Regions from separate parts of the Anser cygnoides genome. Here region 2 is linked to region 1. The links are chromatin contacts, called in public Hi-C maps. All regions are on one chromosome and are shown on one strand. Each heading gives the region's core, a stretch centred on a gene start, on an enhancer-like site or on the middle of the called end of the contact. The rest is flanking DNA. Distances are from core to core; before and after follow the strand shown.

Region 1 (3,499 bases), core at 924-3,423:
CTGCCGGACCTTGTCCTTCTGTGACGATTTAAGCTTATGCTTTGGGATGCAAAAGAAGCAGGAAAGCCAATGAAGCTAATCCAGAAGTTTGTTTCAGCATTCTACTACTACTGCCTATATTTAAAAGGGTTTAGTTTTCTCGTTGGTGACAACTTTCACTTCAGAATTACAGGAAGACAAAGCCTTGTTCTTCTGCAGTTAAAAAGACAGCATTTTCTTCTGAAAATCGAAACAACAGCATCTATATGTACACTTTTAGCAAAAAAAATATTCCACTAGTAATAGAGTTATATGCTGCTCTACTGCTCACATATGCAAGAGTCTTTTCTGTTCTGCTCTGTAACATCAGCAAACACAAGTTTCATCATATACAACACGGCTATATCCTGAAAATATGACCATTGGTCACATAAACAAGAAATCACACAGGCCTGATGCACAGATTCTCAGATCCTGCGTAAGTCCTTTGGGAATGGAGAAAGTGAGAAATCTGCTTAAAGGTTTTCCTAACGCTAATGCAAAGTTTAATCATTTTAAGCGATCAACTGAAAGTCAGAAGCATTTCTCACATTTTTATGTTAGGAACTATTAACTCGTGCCATCAGAAGATATAAGACCAAAAGGAAACGAAGCACACACCCCAGAGGTTTGCTGAATGCTGCAACGAGTCTATAAAGTTTCTGTAAACATGATCTAAAACTTTAATTTTCTCTGGAAAAAAAGCTATTTGCACTGTTAGCACATTAACCAGCAAAGCGGCCTGTTGCAGTGGCACCGAGGCACCACTAAGGGGTCCCCCTTAATGACAGCTAATTGCCGCAGCCACCAATTGCAGCACCCCCAAGTCTGTGGGAATAAAAACAAGAGGCGGGAGAAGGGATTTTCTAGGGAGCAAACTTGCCGTCGCCATCGGTCAGCGCGATCCTGCTGGAGGAAGGAGCTAGCTTAAACCCAACTCTGGTTTTTTATCACGTTTTGACACCACTGGACGCGTTATCTGAGAAATCTGTCTCAAGCTGCTTACTGCTGCCTGAAGCAGCGGGTGAAGCAGAAAACACCCCCCCGGGGGTGTCCGAAATATCGGTGGGACGGAGGCTGCCGCTGGCAGGGGGGGCAGCACGCCGCGAGCGCGGGACCACCCCCGGGTTTCCTCCTTATCTCTCGGACACAGACGGAGCCTACGGATGGGCTCGGGACAAGCAACGCACGGCACAAACAAGATACGGACTGCGGTCTTTCCCTGTTTTATATAAGCAGAAAAACGCAAAGCTTTTCGCGTAAGAAGGACCCCCCCCCCCCCCCCCCCCCCCAAAACCAACAACAGCAGCGTGCTTTGGGATGAACCCCTCAATAACCCCTCCCTTCTGACGAAGGTTCAGACACCGGAGCCGCCCCCCCCCCCCTCACTAACCCCTCACCTACCCAAACCCCTGAGCCAGGGGGCACCCAGCAGGGGTCGGGGGGGGGGGGGACACCCCAAAAGAGCCATGACCCCCACACCTGAGGGGCCGGGGGGGACGGACAGGGGGACAGACGGGGGGACGGACACGGAGGGGGGGTTGCGCGTCCGCCCGCAGCCCAAAAAAGGGCAAGGTACGCGGCTGCCGGCTCCGTGCCCGCCCCGGGTCACCTTCCCCGCTGCCTGCCGGCGGCACCGGGGGGACACCGGGGGGACACCGGGGAATGGGGGGGGTTGGTCCCCGCTCGCCCCCCGCCGTGCCCCGGAGCAGGGCTCGGGACGCGGTGCCGGGACGGGAGGAGGGACGGGGGGGAACGGGGCGGGGAATTGGGGACCGCTGCGCTTAACGGGGCGGGCAGCCGAGGGCTGCCCGGGGTCCCCCCCGCCTCCGACCCGTCCCCGCTCCCCGCTTCTCGCCGTGCCCCCCTCGCTCCCTCCCCCCCCGCCCCGCCGCCTACCATGTTCCCAGCGGCGCTTCGCCCAACTTCACCGCCCGCCGCCGCCTCCCGCGCAGGCGCCGAGCAGCGGCGCCGCCTACCGCCGGCCGGCCGGGCAGCGGGATCGCCCCGCCGCCTTCCTCCTCCTCCCTCCTCCTCCTCCTCCCGCGCCGCGGGTTAGGCCGCGGTCGGGCGGCGGACTACATCTCCCGGCGTGCTCCGCGCCGCGCCGCGCCGCCCGCCGAAAGGAGCAGCCCCGCCGCCGCGCCGCTATATATACCCCGGACTACATCTCCCATGAGGCAGCGCGCTTAAAGGAGCCGCAGCGGCCGAGCGAGGCTGGCGGTGCCCGGGGGCCTTGCCCCGCTGCCACCGCGGCGGGTGCGGAGCCCGGCTCCGGGAGGGCGGCTGGGCGCTGTGCGGTAAGCGGGTAGCGCCGGTCGGGGGGCGAGCGGGAAGCACCTCCCTGAAACACCGCTCCGGCTTCCGCCGGGGGATGGGGACCGCTGCTCTCCAGCTCCTAAAAATGGCAAAACCGCAGGGATTTCACCCAAGTTGTGAAATATTGCCACTTTATTTATCGCAGCCAGCGGCGTGGGCGCGCTCCTGCCCCTCGTTTATCCCCCCGTTTCTTAATTTTAAACGTTTTAATTCCTGTATTCGTACACCTTTATTCTGTAGCCAACTGCTGGCACCGAAATCCACGGGCTCGGGTTTCATTCATTGCAAGGAAACCAGCAAGGAAACCAACCCACCTCCGCCCACCCCCACGGGTCGGGACCAGGGATTTCTGGCACCCCAAAAGCCCAGGTGGGGCACCCCAAAAGCCGTGCTTGACACCGTCCCGACACCTTCGTACCCCTCCCTGCCGCTGCTGCTGCTGCCTTACGGGCACAGCGGGTCCTCTGCCAGGGGCTGCCTCCAGGCAGCTGCACCCATCTTGTGGTAACCCCAGGCCGGGGCTTGAAGGGCGAGATTTGGGCTTACACACGCTCCTGCGGCGATACACCCAAATGTCGTGTGGGTTGTGTGTCTTTAGGATGCTGTGCTCCGGTATGAGTGGGTGCTTTATCGCGTGTAGCCTCGGGGGGGGTGGGTTTGTGTCAAGGAAATGGACCTGGTTTCGCACCGAGATTTTGAAGTAGCTTCTGGGTAAGGAACTCACGAACAATACCGGTTTTGCCTTTAATATAAGTCTGTTTTATAATATAAGCCTATTTTAAAATCACAAGGATCAATAATTAGCATTCAGACAAAATGCCTCCAGGCCATGCAGCCTTTCACATCAAGGTCTCTGATCCGAACTGGTAGCGCGAAGTCCAGCAAGTTTTGCTCCTGTTTTTTCCCTGCAGATATGTTTCTCTCACAAGTATGATGTAATCTCTTTCAGTTAAGGTTCTTTTCGTTAAGTTTTGTATAAATCACAGAATCGTCTAGGTTGGAAGAGACCTCCAAGATCACCTAGTCCGACCTCTGACCTAACGCTAACAGTTCTGAGACCGTATACATACCAAGTGAATATAATACAATTTCTCAGGATAGGTTTCAGAAACTACAAGGGGTTACTGATATAAAGGAAGAATGCCTTCTGGTGCTGGGTTGA
Region 2 (3,589 bases), core at 679-3,178, 240 kb before region 1:
GTGTATGATGGCAAGTTACAACTGTTATTGGAGATTTAGACTGAATTTTCCATTTTTAGCTTGTTCCTAAACCCTTTTTACCTAAACTCCCTGGTCAGCTCACTCAAGTGATGTCTTATGGTATTTCAGAAATAGAAATCTCTTTTTTTCCTTTTTAAAAAAAAAAAATAATAAAAATTGTCACTGAGTGCTGACAGGAAAACTCATGTTTAAATAATCAGTGACCTGATGGATCAGATTGAGTTGCACAGTTCCCAGTAGCTTCCATATGTGTCTTATCTTCAACCCAAAATATCAACCTAAAAATAGCAAAATCATACGAGTTTTTCTTTGAAAAATGTCAAAATAAACCAAGGCAAGAATAAAGAACAGTATGTTCTAAGACATCAATTCATGTCTTCCAGGCTACTGCTTCTGGTTTAGACATTTTTACACATTGTTAACATTTTTCTTTTTTTTTATTGTTATTTTTATTTTATTTTTTATATGAACTTGGAAATGAAGCAACTTTGGACTTCCAAAGCATACACTAAAAAAATGCCCTAAATCATATTTTCTGAACAGCTGTCCCCAAACAGATTCTAGCAGCAGTCATGGGGTGAGTTTGCTTTAATATACATTTACTTTTAATTGGACAGTGGATTATTTTCCTTGGAATTGCTCAGAAAATATAAGGCAAGGCTGAAGCCTCCACTGGGAAGGAGATTTATTGAGCAGAATACCAGGATAATTCTCATAAGCTACAGCAAGACCACACAAGAAAAAAACCCACAAAGTGAGATCTAGGGATCTTCTGGGGAAAACAAGCTAATGACCTGACATTTGTTCCTCCAGCTGGGGTCCCAGACCATAAGGAAGGGGAGCTCTTCTTGAAGTCAAGAGCTCTTCTTCAACCAAAGCACTATAAGCAGAGATCTACGTGAAGCTGGCTGGCAAAGAGCTGCCATGAAGTCCTGAAGTCCAGCTGGATCTCCAGTGGCTCTTGTCATGGGCACAGGCCTCCTTGCCACCCCTGATGACATCTAATCTCAAGAATTTTTCTTGGAAGAAGGGCTGGCCCCATGGGAACCGACTGTTGTTCCCAGTACTCGGACTTCTCCCTGCGAAATAACAATGGGTTTTGTTGTATTCCCAAGCAGTAAAAACAAAATCTTTCACGTGTGCAGGCTGGCAAGGGAGAAAGAGAGCAGGGAGGCATTGCCTCAGGCCTAGAGGATGTACAGAAGCCTGTGCACCATCAAGGAAGAGAAGCCAGCGAAGTGGTGCCATGGCTGTGGAGCGGGACCACCTGCAGCCCCTAGCAGGGTGCTGGCAGATCCCACCCAGCCCAAGGAGACACCCCTGGGTGGCGACAGGGACCAAGCTGGGCTGGCCTAGGGCGCAGGAGGCACCTGGTGTTCAAACAGACAGGGGGTGCAGCTTTTCCCGAGAAGACGCGACAGAGGGAGATGTCTGCAAGCAGATCTGAAAAACTAGGCTTCGCTAAGCTGAACATGTCCTAGCTGTTTTCAGCTCACTGCCGTAGGCAAGTGAGCAAGGAATGAGGACCATGTTGGCAGGTTATGAGGTACGGAGGGGCTTCCCAGAAAGCTTGGGCCTGCTAGAGCTCCTTTAGTACCCCAGCTGCCACCCCCTGCCCTGGGACGGGACCTGCCACCATCTCTGACCATGCTGGGAGCCCAGCTGCCATCCAGAGACGTGCCCAAATGCCTCCTCTCAGGAAACCAGTTTCAGAGCAGGATGTCCAGCCGTGGCATGGAGCAGCAGGAACGCGTGCGAAGGGTGGCCGGGAGCCCAGCTGTCCGATCGATGGCGGCTTCCTGGAAGTTCAGCCGAGCGCTGGCAGCAAAGCAGCAGCACAGCTGGGGCTTTTCAGGGCCACAAGGCTGAGGTGCAGAGCCAGCCCTCCTTCCTCCGCACCAACCGAGGGGAGGACTGCCTGAAGGATGCCCCAGCCCTCAGGGCTGCTTCGCTTCTCATGGGCAAACATGCCCTTTACCTCCCTGCTATCTGAAGTCAACATTTACCTAAGCCTGTTGTCAGCTCTCTGCTGTGATGCCACTAATTGATTTCCGTTAAATCAGAGGATTGCTTATTCCCCAGATATAATATGATTTGCAGACTAGCCCCTCGAAGCCCTGTCATTACTCATGAAACGCAATGTGGATCAGCTCCGCATCTCCTCGAGCTGGTACAGCTTGCAAGGCACAGGCATCTTGCAATAAAGCCACAGGAAACCAATGTAGGGTACTTCTGCTGGTTAATTAGTGTCTCCAAGTAATCTGAGCCAGAAGTTCAGGGTTTCCACTGGTGACTGGGAGGTGGGAAAAAGGGGGATGTCAGCAGTTTGGTCATCCCCCAAATCCCTGACAGGTTGTACCTGGCCTGCCTGGTCGAGACAAATGCCCTGCTGCAGCTCTGCATGGATGGTGACACGGCCAGCACAGTGCCATACAGACACAGGGGCCTGGCATTTATTTTTTGCCTGAAAAAGGCCTGTTAGATGGAAAATAAAGGGGCAGGGTAGAAGCCTCTGCAATCAGCACAGCCTTTGCACAGCTCAGGAGAGCGTGCTTCGACAGCAAGCTCCCTGCTGGTGCAGAAAGGACACGGTGCAGGATTTGCAGGCGCCCTCGTGCTCAGCTCTCTGCGCGGATCGTTCCTGGTTTCCATGACTCGCCGGCCCCTCCTCTGCTCCGAGCGTTTGAAGCTGAGCTCTTTGGCCAAACAGTCCTTGCTGAAATGTCAATACGCCGCTGGGACGCCGACTTGTAGGGTTCATCATGGTTTCCAGGCAGTGCGTGGCTTTGCTTCTCTGCTTTCCGCTGCTGATTCCACTTTCTCTGGATGCAGGTACGTCTGCAATTACATTTACTGGCAGCAAACCTCTCTGCTGATACACTGGCATAATCCTTACTGCGAGCTTTGAGTGCTGTTGCACACAGAAATGTTTGTCCTGCCTCTGGTTGTGCCTGTGAGCTGTTCGAAGGCTCTTGTTTGCTTTCAGTGATGGCAGCCGTGTGCTTGTTTTGCCAGCTGAGGAAAATCCCTTCCACGCTCATATGCGCATCTATCACCTCACTGCACAGGCAGCAGGTCAACCATCAGCTGCCTGCCTATGAGGTGAAAACAGGAACCTAGATTTATTTTTATTTCATGCTGAGCCATGGTATTTTTCAAAGCAGAGAATCGATAGCCTCTCATTCAGCTGACAAGAAATTAAAGAGGGGAAGACCGCTATGTTTCCATTGCAGTAGATGGGAGCGAGGTGGCAGCTCTTCGGTAGTTTCAGGATGTGTCTGAAAATCAGCAACCAAATTAGTACAGCAGAACCAGAAGAAATTGCTTGGTGATTCTCAGGTAGCCATTGACTGTGTCTCTCAAACTGTGATGAACAAAGCTGGAAGAAATTTTTAGCAAAGTCTAAAATGTTCCAATGTAAATAAGTGGAGAACGCAGGAATGAAAGTGGGAGGGTGTCAGTATCCACGTGCGTTGATACATATGTAATGTATCTTCAGCATAATTATAAACCTTTAAAGAAAGCCATATTAAATGCATACAGCCTGATTTAAAAATCACAGCAGAAC

Evidence for each region. A called contact is a pair of places that touch in the nucleus more often than the background predicts.
Region 2: a contact with region 1 is called in a Hi-C map of liver, with 5 times the contacts expected there. The contact joins the promoter of F7 here to the promoter of TMCO3 in region 1. A contact is called at or near these places in 2 of 7 Hi-C or Micro-C datasets (both in liver).

What each region holds. Positions count from the first base shown.
Region 1 is chr1:147,875,814-147,879,312 of Taihu_goose_T2T_genome, reverse strand. TMCO3 (transmembrane and coiled-coil domains 3) reads left to right here and starts at 2,173. Exons shown (of 13, transcript XM_013197485.3): 1 at 2,173-2,318. It overlaps DCUN1D2 (defective in cullin neddylation 1 domain containing 2), which reads right to left and starts at 2,045. Exons shown (of 7, transcript XM_066990529.1): 1 at 1,918-2,045; 2 at 1-39. The coding sequence starts at 1,920.
Region 2 is chr1:148,119,872-148,123,460 of Taihu_goose_T2T_genome, reverse strand. It overlaps F7 (coagulation factor VII), which reads left to right and starts at 1,928. Exons shown (of 8, transcript XM_013197422.3): 1 at 1,928-2,853. The coding sequence starts at 2,784.